Linked DNA regions of Mus musculus: all the other regions are linked to region 1. The links are chromatin contacts, called in public HiChIP or PLAC-seq and promoter capture Hi-C maps. All regions are on one chromosome and are shown on one strand. Each heading gives the region's core, a stretch centred on a gene start, on an enhancer-like site or on the middle of the called end of the contact. The rest is flanking DNA. Distances are from core to core; before and after follow the strand shown.

Region 1 (2,725 bases), core at 89-2,588:
CTCCAGGATACACACCCTGGAAGGGGTGCTGCTGCTTGTGGGCCACCTTGTAGAGAAGTTGGTCTTGTGCCCCCATAGACTGAGCCAAGCGGAACCCTTGGGGATCAAGGTGGGACCAGTGGCCAGAGGCTCTGGCCTGTACTGTAACTGTGTAGCAATCCAGGGTTAGCCTATTGATACTGGACACATCTGTCCTTGAGCCACACCCTCTGTAAGACCATTTGGAGGTGCTGGAAGGCCTAAAGTGCTGGGCAGAACTTCTAAGAGGCTCTGGGGGATGAGGACGTTGGCTCAAGAGAGGTGGTGAAGTGGTGGGCAATTTTGGCATGGGGTCCTCCAAGTTCCCTAACATTTCCCCCTAATGCATAGGTGGTACAAGCCCACAGCTTGTTAGAGGAGATGCCTCCGGCCCTCACCCCAAAGTACTGGACTCGAGCCCCAAGGGAGATACTGGCTTTGATGAGTCTTGACCAGGAGCCGCCTGGGGATCTGGCGAGTAGAGCTAAGGCTTGCCTCCTGGGGAAGATTCCAAAAGAACTGAGCTGGAGGCCATGGTGGTCAGAGGTCATGGAGAACTGGAGTCTTAGGAAGCCAGAGCATAGCAAGAGGAGCGAGGACAAAAGGGACCAGTGGGAACGGCTGGAACAGGGCCACCAGGTACAGGTAAGGGCAGATAGATCCATAGATCTGGGCACATGAAAAGGACTTGGTCTTACCTCCCAGCAAGGAGCCAACATACACCAGGGTCTTGTAAAGACACTATCTGTATTGACTTGGTCATAAAATAAAGTGGTCTGGGGTGTGCTTTGTACCCGAAGCCACAGGCAGCATTGAAACATTTCCCAGTAGGATCCTGCAGATAGCTTCCTGTCAACTGAGGAGCAGGACAGCGTGGGACAAGGCTGGCCTAGCTATAACTGGGGGAGACGTGGGCCTCTCCACAAGGTCTCCATCACATTCAAGCCAGGGCTCTCCAGTGGCCAGAAACAGCCCAATAGCGTGGTCAGAGCAAGAAACCCAGAAGGGTCAAGTGCATCAGGGGCCAGAGGCAGGCCCAAGGTCCAGGGAGCCTTGGTAAGCAGGTGTGAGTGTGGGCCTGTAACGGTGGGGAGGACAGAGCCCCAGGAACTGCCCCAACCCCTGTATTGAAGGCTTGGTGTCATAACCCCACTCCCCCCACCTCTGGCTCCATAGGCAGCTCGAGGAGCCATGATGGTTCGTGTTGGAGGTGGTTGGGCAGCTTTGGATGAATTTCTGGTCAAAAATGACCCAGTCAGAGGTGAGAGCTGGGGTAGGACAGGACATGTAAGTCATCAGGGTGTGGTGGTGGTGGTGGTGGATGGGCAGGAGAGGTGTGCCATCTGCTTTGGCCTAGCGACATGGGATCTCTGAGCAGCAAAGGGGAGAACCAGCCAGAAGATCCACGAAAGGTTCCTGTGCTGGACTCCTAGTGTGCCAGCCCCTGAGGTCATCACCCTGAGGCTCTGGACCTCCAACCAAATGGGCACTAACAGACCCCTGTCTCTGAAGGTGAGAGCTGGGATGGGCTTCAGAGCTAGGTCCTCCTGATGCTAGGTCCTCCTGATGCTAGGTTCTCCTGATGCTGGGTCCTTCAGATGGACTGAGGAACTTATTTGAGCCCCAGGGGGGTGGGAAATGTCAGGGAGCTGAATGGTGAGATGAAGCCTGGCCACCCCTTGCAGACAGGGCTGCCAATTGTCAAAGACCGCAGAGACTCCAGCTCCTACAAGGTCAAAACCTCAGAGCAGTCCACTGAGGAGCTGTGAAGACTCCAAGATCCAGAAGATAGGGACAGGAAACCGTGGCAGAGCATGCTCAGGGACTGAGCAGGAGCTTGGAGCACACAGAGTGGGGTTGGGTCTCTCACCAGGCTGGCCTCGAACTCAGAAATCTGCCTGCCTCTGCCTCCCAGGTGCTGGGATTAAAGGCGTGCACCGCCACTGTCCCGGCATGTCTCTCACTCTCAGCAATAAAGAGGAGTTTGGGGAACTGAAACTCTCTTTGGTGGGTCTTCATTTCCCTTGCAAACTTCATTCAAAAGCCACAGAGCCCATGTTGCTCTCCACTCCCAACCCAGAGCAGGCCCGCATTCTTTTTCAATGACTTGTAGTAGGGAGGGAGGGAGGGAGGGAGGAAAGGAGGGACTTTGCAACTCAACAGCCTCTCCCAGCTTGAGTTGCTCAGAGGTAGCCCTGCCCCATGCTTTAGTTTGTGTTCACCTGCCCACTCCACCTGTCCTGTGGGGTGCCCAACCTGGCTTTCAGCCCCGCCTACCGCCCTCAATGGGGAAGGGACTTGGGTCAACATAGGGAGGGGCCATGCCGATTTAAATGCTTGTGGCGCGGGGCTCCCGGCGTGGAGGGAGCGGAGAGACAGAGGACCGCGCCAGCCTTGTCACGACAGGTGAGGAAATGAGGGCAGTTTGGAGAACCGAAACTGAAAAGCTGTGGGAACCAGAGGCCAGCGGCCCCAGGCGGACTTAGTGAGGGGCTGCGGGACCGTTCTGGGCCCCATTTACCTGGGTCATCTGAGCTCAGATGGGAGGTGGGAGGCCCCTGAGTCTTGGGATCGTTCGGGAAACTGAGGACCCTGCCAGGCTGCTGTGCGGTCTCGCGAGGGTGTGGGTTGGTTTCTAGCAGATGTGTGGTGTGCTGTTTGGCCCTGCAGGTGCTGTAATCCTTGTCCATCTAGGGTGAGCAGCCAT
Region 2 (2,725 bases), core at 168-2,667, 210 kb before region 1:
CTCCATTTCCTCCCAAATTATTCCCATTGTGGCCACCATGATTACAAACATCTGGTTTGACTGTGTAACCCACACACTAATATTTTACTTACCTTCCAGAAGCTTCCCATTACAGTAATGTAAAAGAAAAAAAATCTCAATTTCCCTGACTTTCAAAGCCCTGGGTCCTCACCTCCTTGGTAACTCCTCAACTCTATTTGATCTACTGTCCCTCTCCCTACCAAGTCTTCCCTCATGTGTTCTATACCTGATCATCCACCTAGAAAGCCGAGCTCCATATGCTAGCAAACCTTAAAATGTGCACATTTGCCAGCCTTGCTACAGCACTGCGACACAGCAATAAAGGCAGATAATTTAATGTCCTTGTTTTAGGAGTTTATGTTCCCGTAGAGAAACAAGCAAGGTGGAAGACCCAGGAAAATCGATGTAGTAGGTGCAGAAATAGCCTGAGAGGCCTTTTCCTGACAAGATGTGGGAAGAATGAGCTGAAGGAACAGGGAGTGAGTGGAGCTTCGCCAGGCTGGCTGAGGCACCTCAGAGATGAAGCGGGCAGCCCGTGAGAAAAAAAAAAAAAAAAAAAAAAGGCTAAGCAGAGGGCCCACTGAGACGGAGGACTTAAGCTGTAAGACACAGGTATATTCCCTCGAGGTGGGATCACAAGCCCCCGGTCCCTGCATGAGACAAATCATAGTGGCTGAGGGCAATCTGAAGCAGCTCCATACCCCACACGTGGGATCAAAACAAAAACATAATCACATAACATAACTGGGTTCTTAAAGAAACCGATATTCTCAGTACCTCACGGGGCCTAACACACAAATTTGAGGGCCATGTTAGGGACGCAATTTTCCTGAGAACTCAGGGCATAATTATATTCACTGCTTAGAGGATGCAACACAAAGAGGACTGAAATGGAAGTCGGCCAAGAGAAAGAGCTCGTAAGATGAAGTCAAAAGAAGCCAGGTTCTCACATCATCCCCGCTACAACACGTTGGGACAACCTGTGTGAGATGCTTTCTGCCGGGAGGCCCACAGGGACTCAGATGGGATTGTAGTATACTGCTGCATGGGCTCAGGAGTTAAGCCGTACGACTTAGGTCTCCTCCCTTGATGTGCGGCCAGGAGCCCCCGGTCCCCGCCGCTTACTCGCCTCGTGCGGCCCGTAGACCACCGCCAGTGCCTTGGTGTTGCCCTGCTCGATGTAAGCCGAGCCATCGGCCTGCGCAAACACGCCCATCCGCGCCTGGATCTTGCGCAGCTCCCCCGCGCGGCGACCGTCTATCCGGTAACCCTGATCGGACAGGAGCTCCAGCCCGGCCATGATGTACAGTCCTGACTCCGCCTCCGACAGCTCGACCTGGACCTTCAGGACTACGACTTCCGTCGGTACGTTTCCTTTTCAGTCTCGGTGAACTATAGCTTCCGGTAGCCTAGTCGCTTTCCGGTCAAAGGGAACTGCGGCTTGTGGCATCCCCGGCTTTCTGAATGTTCGACTTAAGCCTTTCAGTTCCGGGAAACGGAAGGCCCGAGGCGAACGGGTTTTTGTGCTTCTCCCGGGTTGTTGGAGTAGGTACGCCAAGAAGACTGGCTTCCGGACGTCTTTGGTTTGTTGGAGATGCTGGCCCGAGCAGAGACATTTTTTGGTCTTATTTTTTTTAATTGTATATCTATTTTTATTGTATGAGTGTTTACTTGCTTGTATGTCTATTCGTCACATGTGTGCTTAGTGCTGTGGAAGTTAGAAGAGGGCGTCAGATCCCATGGATCAGGAACTACAGGCAGCTGTGAGCCACTGTGTGAGTGCTGCGGAATCAAACCTGGTCCTCTGCCCGCGTGGTTTTTACCGTGGTCAGTTTAGCTAAGCACAGTTGTTTGTTACACATGATTATTATCTCTGTGGCTTAGTTTGTTTGTTTGTTTTTTTTTCCTTTTTTCATTTCCTTGGTTAAATCCATAAGTTTCCCTCCCTTACCTTGCCCAATAAGTTTCTCTATCACTTGAATACAAACACAAAGGGCCTGCAGTTGTATATATGCATCTGTATAGTAGGGCTTGAAATTCTGATTTTTTTTTCTGATTATTTTTAAAGTGTGTTTTTAGATGTTTATTTATTGTTATATCTAAGTACACTGTAGCTGTCTTCAGAAACCAGAAGAGGGCGTCAGATCTCATTACGGGTGGTTGTGAGCCACCATGTGGTTTCTGGGATTTGAACTCAGGACCTTTCTTTGGAAGAGCAGTCAGTGCTCTTATCCACTGAGCCATCTCACCAGCCCGGAATTCTGATTTATTTTTAAGGATTGGGTCATTTAGTATACACTTTTTTGGAGTGTTTTCACTCGGAATATGAAATCAACAGTCCTCAGGTTTTGTTGTTGTTGTTATAGATAAAAGATAGATTCACAGAAAGAACACTGAGCTGAAATTACTCTTCAGGTGGGCCTTATTAGGAGAGTTAGGGCACCGCTGTCACAGACAGCAACGATGCACCCTTGTGGGCAAGAATATTCAAAGGAGTATGCTCTGGAGAGATGAGTGTGACATAGAACAACACAGGTGTCCTGGAGGGAAGGCGCATTCAGTTCTGAAGAGTTAGGAGAGTTAGAACATCACACCAGCCAGCTGGAGCGGCTCAAGCCTTTAATCCTAGCACTCAGAAGGTGGGAGCAGGCAGATCTCTGAGTTCCAGGCCAGCCTGCTCTACAGAGAGTTCCTGGACTACACA
Region 3 (2,725 bases), core at 72-2,571, 190 kb after region 1:
TAAAAAAAAATAAAATAAGGTAAAATAAAAAGAAATGATAGATCTGAGGCATTTTAAAGAGGCTGTGGTTTCATATGGGATGAATTTGTCTTTTGTGGAATAAATTCTAAGTAACTGGGCTACTCAAAATAGAATTATTCCTCAACACTGGAAGGGGCTGGTAACAGCTGTACTAGACTCTGGTCCACAATTGCAAACTCTAACTAAATTCAATGAGTCATTTAAAAGACATAAAAATGAGAAGAGGCGGGTTGGAGAGATGGCTCAGCGGTTAAGAGCACTGACTGCTCTTCCAGAGGTCCTGAGTTCAAATCCCAGCAACCACATAGTGGCTCACAACCATCTGTAATGGGATCTGACACCCTCTTCTGGTGTGTCTGAAGACAGCTACAGTGTACTCATATACATAAAATAAATAGATTTAAAAAAATTAGAAGAGGCTCAGGGGGATGAACTCATTTTGTAGAACAGGCTGGCCTCAAATTCAGAGATCTGCCTGACTCTGCCTCTCAAGTGCTGGAATTAAAGGTAGAGTGTGCTCTCCCACACTCTGTGTGTGTATTCTTAAGCCTGTGTCTCTATTTTTAAATTAACACTACTATCACAGTTGATAGACATATAAACTTAGCTAAACTGAATAATCTGCTGTCCTACTTACCTCCTCATAACCAATATTTTTTAGGTTTTTTTTTTATACATTATTTAGTTTTTATGTATGGGTACATGTGTGGGACAGTGTGAGCGTGAAAATCAGAGAACGACTTGTGGAAGTCAGTTCTGGCTTTCCAGTAAGTGGATCCGAGTGGATCGAATTCAGACGAACAGGCTTGGAGTTAAGTACCTTTAAAAACACCATTCCAACATTGGCTGATATTTTAATTTTTCATTATGAAACACACTTTAAGATGTTGTCGAGGTAGAAGAGATTTTATTCACTGCTTTAAAATACTCAATTTAGGTAAAGAAATCGAGTCTTGTGTGAACTCTTGGCTGGAACACACAACTGGTAAGGGATGCTGGCTCAGCCAGGCGCCTGGCCACTCAGACACGCAGACCGGCTAATGGGAAATGATTTTCCTTGCAGGATAAGAACTGGAGATTCCTTGCCAGCCCACTAGTCCCTTGAGGGACCTGTGTCCGTTTAACCACTAGAGTGTGTCTAGGTGTGCAGCTTGTCCTCTGCATTGCAGTTCCAGCGGTGAGACGGGACCATCCCCGCCCCGCCCACAGGACTCGGTTTCCCAGATGGCCGTGAGGCCCAGAAGACATTTCCCAGAAGGGCCCGCGCCTCACTGGCGCGTGACAAAGACTCCATTTCCCAGAGTTCCCCGGGAGGGTCTCGCCCCCCTCCACTTGAACCGGGAATAGCTGGAGAATTGTGCACCGGAAGTAGCTCTTGGGCTGGTGGAACCCATCGCAGGTGAGATTTACAGTTGGATTCGGCGCAGCAAACCGGGGATCTCGCAGGCTGGTCAGGGCCGTAAGAGTACGTCTCGCATTGTGGGTCTACGTGGGGTTGGGCTGGGTCGGGAACCAAGGGGTTTGGGGCCCGGGCCCTTGCTCATCTTGGTAACGGTGGAGCCATGCGGCTGGTTCAGAGCCCCCCTACAGAAACCGTAAAAAATTCCAGCGTCCTGAGGCCGTCCAGCGGTGCACCCTGCCCTAAACTACTAGGCTTTCTTAGACCGTAGGCTATCAGCTCAGCATTTGTGGGTACGGGACTCCAAGTACGAGCACCGCCCCTTGTCTGTCTGTAGGGTGAACGTTGGGGAGAAGCAGCCGCTATGATCTGTGCAGGGACCTGCCAGCCCTAATTTTGCAGTCGTAGGGATGAGGTGTACCTTTCCTCTGCCTAGTAGGGTCATGGGTTGGAACCAAGCTACTTTGTTTGGGATGGCGGCCAGCAGGAAGCTATAATGCCCAGGGCAAAGGACTTCCTGGGGGAACAGAGTTGGGTGTGTCTGTCAGCCTGTTGTCGCTCCTCCTTGGAAGTTTTGATTCTGTGCCTGCTGCCATTGGCCAAGGAGAATGGGGTAGGGAAAATGGCACATCCTGTATCCTCCTTAGCTTACACCATTTGGCCCTCCAGGTGCAGACCATAATGGGCGAACCCCATGGATCCATGAGGATCCTAGTGACAGGGGGCTCTGGACTGGTGGGTAGAGCCATCCAGAAGGTGGTTGCAGATGGGGCCGGCTTACCTGGAGAGGAATGGGTGTTTGTCTCCTCCAAAGATGCAGATCTGACGTAAGTTGCGACCATATTCAGACCCAATTCCTCCTCTTGGTTCCCTTTCCAGACAGAATAATACCCTGACCGGGTTTGTTCCTGAGCCTAGAAGTAATCTACCCCGAGTTTGGGTCCTCCCTGCCAGGTGACAGGCTGTAGTTGCTGGCTGTGCTCTTAAGTAAACATCCTCCTGTAGTTCCGGGATTCCCAGCCGACAGCTGCTAAAGCTCTGAACTTAGCTACTTGTCTCTGTGGCTGCCCTTCCAGCCATGGATCCATTCAGTTTCTAGACTCACTGCCCAAGCCTCAAACTCCTGATCTCCTCAGGCCTCCCTAGCCCTCCCCTGACATCCTGGCTTCCCTCAGGGATGCAGCCCAAACCCAAGCACTCTTCCAGAAAGTACAGCCCACCCACGTCATCCATCTCGCTGCAATGGTAGGCGGCCTTTTCCGGAATATCAAATACAACTTGGATTTCTGGGTAAGTTGGAGTGCT
Region 4 (2,725 bases), core at 112-2,611, 150 kb after region 1:
AATTCCCCACAGGCATGCCCACAAGCCAACCGGAACTAAATAATCCCTTGAAACATTCTTCCCAAATTACTTGATTGCGTCAAGTTGAGAAATTAACCATTACACCAACTTTGACGAAAAAGCTATGTCAAAGACCGTTTGGGATAGTTAAAAAGCAAGCCAAACAAAACAACATTTAATGAAACCAACAAGAGAGTTTCTGATTCTAAAAGGGAGTTAGAAAGATTAAAGAAAGATTAAAAGGCAAGCAACAGAGAAAGAATTTCCAAATCGTTTTCTGCCAAAGAACTAGTATCTAGAATCACTTCTAAAAATTAACATAGAAAGAGATAACTTTTTTTTTTTTTGGGGGGGGGGGTTGAGACAGGGTTTCTCTGTGTAGCCCTGGCTGTCCTGGAACTCACTCTGTAGACCAGGCTGGCCTCGAACTCAGAAATCCGCCTGCCTCTGCCTCCCAAGTGCTGGGATTAAAGGCGTGCACCACCACTGCCCAGCTAAGAGATAACATTTTAAAAGAGAGAGAGAAAAAAAAAAAACCTAACTAATCTTAACACTCAGGTGACAGAGGCAAAGGGGTCAGCACAAGTTGAGGCCAGTCAGGCTATAAATTATTTTAACAGCTATCACAAAAGTTGCGCCTAGAGGCATTCAACCTTGTGACATTGCGACATAACTAACCAACCACCTACACTGTGCTGATATGCATTCTTATCTATACTCGACTAGCAAGGCTGCAAATTGGGACACACCTGGAAGACCCGAAGCTCGGGAAACACAGGTCTGGGTAGTGACTGCCAACCACAAACTCTGCATGATAAAACCAGAATATATATTTCTCATCTGAACACCAGAACTGGTGCCACAAGCCTGGCTGGACTTCAAGGCCGGAGAGCAGGGAGTGTGGGAAACACTAAAACAGAAAGTTGTAGTCCTGGAAAGCAGGAGCAGACAGACCCAGACTGAGACCCTAGGACCGCCGGAGCGCGGTACCTGCCAGAAGCAGGAAACCCGAGCGCCCGTGCCAAGGGGACCCAGGTGGGCGCGGGGCCAGGGATTGGGGGTAGAGGGTCCGAGCTCACCGGAGGAGCATCGCCGTTAGCTCGCTCGGGAAGAGCGCTGCCCCGTCGGAAGCAGCGCTCTCGTCGAGCTTCGCCGAGAGCAGCAGCTGCAGCAAGACGCCGGCGCATCTGAAGGCCGCGGGGGATGCCGGGGGTAGGGTCGGCTTCAGCGCAAGCGCAGTGGCGCGGAGCAGAGCAACCCAAAGCAGCACCACCGTCGGATTCCCCAGCTCCTGCACCTTTAAACGTCAACTCCCGTGCGCGCCGCACTGACTTCAACTCTCCAGCGGAAATACGCCAATCAGAAGCGTCTTCCGGCTACTTAAAGGGCGGGGCCAGATAAAAGGGCGGAAGTGTGCGCGAGCCCGCCCCCAGGGGCCCAGCCCTTCCGTTGATATGGGTGGTCTGTGGGTTTTTTTTCGTGTGTTCCTGAGCCCACTGGAAGGAGGTGTTTGTTTTGATGGGCTTGGGGGACAAGGTTTCACTGTGTTGCCCTGGCTATTCTGGAACTCTCTTTGTAGACCATGTTGGCTTCAAATCAGAAATGTCCATGCCCCAGAGAACCTATCTCCAGTTCTCAAGCAGCCAGAACCATCAACATTCTTTGTTTGGAATTTGTCCTATGGCTGTCTAAACTGATGTTTGCCAGTTTGCTTCATGTTAGTGGCATGGGTCAGGATTTCCTACTTTGTTCATTGGGGTCACTGGACCCTTAGGCCACTGTGATGCCAAATTTAATTTGAAAGATGCAAACTTATTTGTAATTCTAATTCTAGTTTAGGCAGCCTTCGTCCCACCATAAGATAGCTGAGCAGATGGAAAGGAAGATACGTCCTTTCCCCTCTGAGCAAGATGGCTGGGGGATGTTACCAAGTTGACACCACTTTCACGTGAAGTTATCAGCAGACAAGCTACAATTAATATTGTTACAACTGGTCATGGAGCTCATGGGAAGTCCACCGTGGTGAAGGTTATTTCTGGAGTTCACACTGTCAGATTCAAAAATGAGCTAGAAAGAAACATTACCATCAAGCTTGGACATGCTCATGCTAAGACTTATAAACTTTGATGACTCAAGTTGTCCTAGACCAGATCATGTGGAAGCAGTACACCAGATAAGTTTCCTACATACATTCTGGGGGCCAAAGGGAACTTCAAATTAGTCAGACATGTTTCCTTTGTTGACTGTCCTGGCCATGATATTTTGATGGCTACGATGCTGAACAGTGCAGTAGAGATGGATGCAGCTCTTCTGTTGATAGCTAGTAATGAATCATGCCCTTGGCCCGAACACCTGACTGCTGTAGAAATCACGAAACTCAAGCATATTTTGATCTTACAGAATAAAATTGATCTGGTAAAAGAAAGTCAGGCTAAGGAACAATATGAGCAAAATCTCGCATTTGTGCAAGGAACGATAGCAGAAAGGGGCACCAATTATTCCAATTTCTGCTCAACTGAAGTATAATATTGAAGTTGTCTGTGAGTATATAGTGAAGAAAATACCAGTGGCCCCAAGAGACTTTACTTCAGAGCCCCATCTCATTGTTATCAGTCCATCTGATGTCAACAAACCTGGCTGTGAAGTCGATGACCTTAAGGGAGGTATAGCTGGTGGTAGTATTCTAAAAGGAGTGTTAAAGGTATGCCAGGAGATAGAAGTCAGA

What was found. HiChIP or PLAC-seq counts read pairs in DNA pulled down with a chosen protein or histone mark. Capture Hi-C pulls out chosen DNA fragments and counts their contacts.
Region 2: a contact with region 1 is called in an HNF4G HiChIP or PLAC-seq map of pancreatic cancer cells. The contact joins the promoter of Exosc4 here to the promoter of Eppk1 in region 1. A contact is called at or near these places in 4 of 39 promoter capture datasets (embryonic stem cells, liver, neural stem cells and 1 more), 3 of 115 datasets of contacts at active chromatin or transcription factors (double positive thymocytes, embryonic stem cells and pancreatic cancer cells) and 2 of 9 other capture datasets (adipose tissue and liver).
Region 3: a FOXA1 HiChIP or PLAC-seq map of pancreatic cancer cells shows a contact between it and region 1. The contact joins the promoter of Gfus here to the promoter of Eppk1 in region 1. A contact is called at or near these places in 1 of 115 datasets of contacts at active chromatin or transcription factors (pancreatic cancer cells) and 1 of 9 other capture datasets (adipose tissue).
Region 4: a contact with region 1 is called in a promoter capture Hi-C map of liver. The contact joins the promoter of Zfp707 here to the promoter of Eppk1 in region 1. A contact is called at or near these places in 3 of 39 promoter capture datasets (the SN4741 cell line, macrophages and stem cell-derived epiblast-like cells), 1 of 484 Hi-C or Micro-C datasets (liver), 1 of 115 datasets of contacts at active chromatin or transcription factors (effector CD8 T cells) and 3 of 9 other capture datasets (adipose tissue, liver and pancreatic islet).

What each region holds. Positions count from the first base shown.
Region 1 is chr15:76,118,808-76,121,532 of GRCm38.p6, reverse strand. Eppk1 (epiplakin 1) reads left to right here and starts at 1,338. Exons shown (of 3, transcript NM_144848.2): 1 at 1,338-2,424. It overlaps BC024139 (cDNA sequence BC024139), which reads left to right. Exons shown (of 16, transcript NM_001142968.1): 11 at 7-109; 12 at 370-663; 13 at 850-1,074; 14 at 1,195-1,279; 15 at 1,397-1,530; 16 at 1,704-2,016. The coding sequence ends at 1,787. It overlaps Gm52196 (a long non-coding RNA gene), which reads right to left. Exons shown (of 3, transcript XR_003951574.1): 3 at 2,385-2,725.
Region 2 is chr15:76,326,089-76,328,813 of GRCm38.p6, reverse strand. It overlaps Exosc4 (exosome component 4), which reads right to left and starts at 1,417. Exons shown (of 3, transcript NM_175399.4): 1 at 1,151-1,417. The coding sequence starts at 1,321. It also overlaps a transcript of Oplah not described here.
Region 3 is chr15:75,928,414-75,931,138 of GRCm38.p6, reverse strand. Gfus (GDP-L-fucose synthase) reads left to right here and starts at 1,321. Exons shown (of 11, transcript NM_001357005.1): 1 at 1,321-1,420; 2 at 2,090-2,247; 3 at 2,596-2,710. The coding sequence starts at 2,102.
Region 4 is chr15:75,967,759-75,970,483 of GRCm38.p6, reverse strand. Zfp707 (zinc finger protein 707) reads right to left here and starts at 1,361. Exons shown (of 4, transcript NM_001347040.2): 1 at 1,080-1,361. The coding sequence starts at 1,187. It also overlaps the pseudogene Eif2s3x-ps1.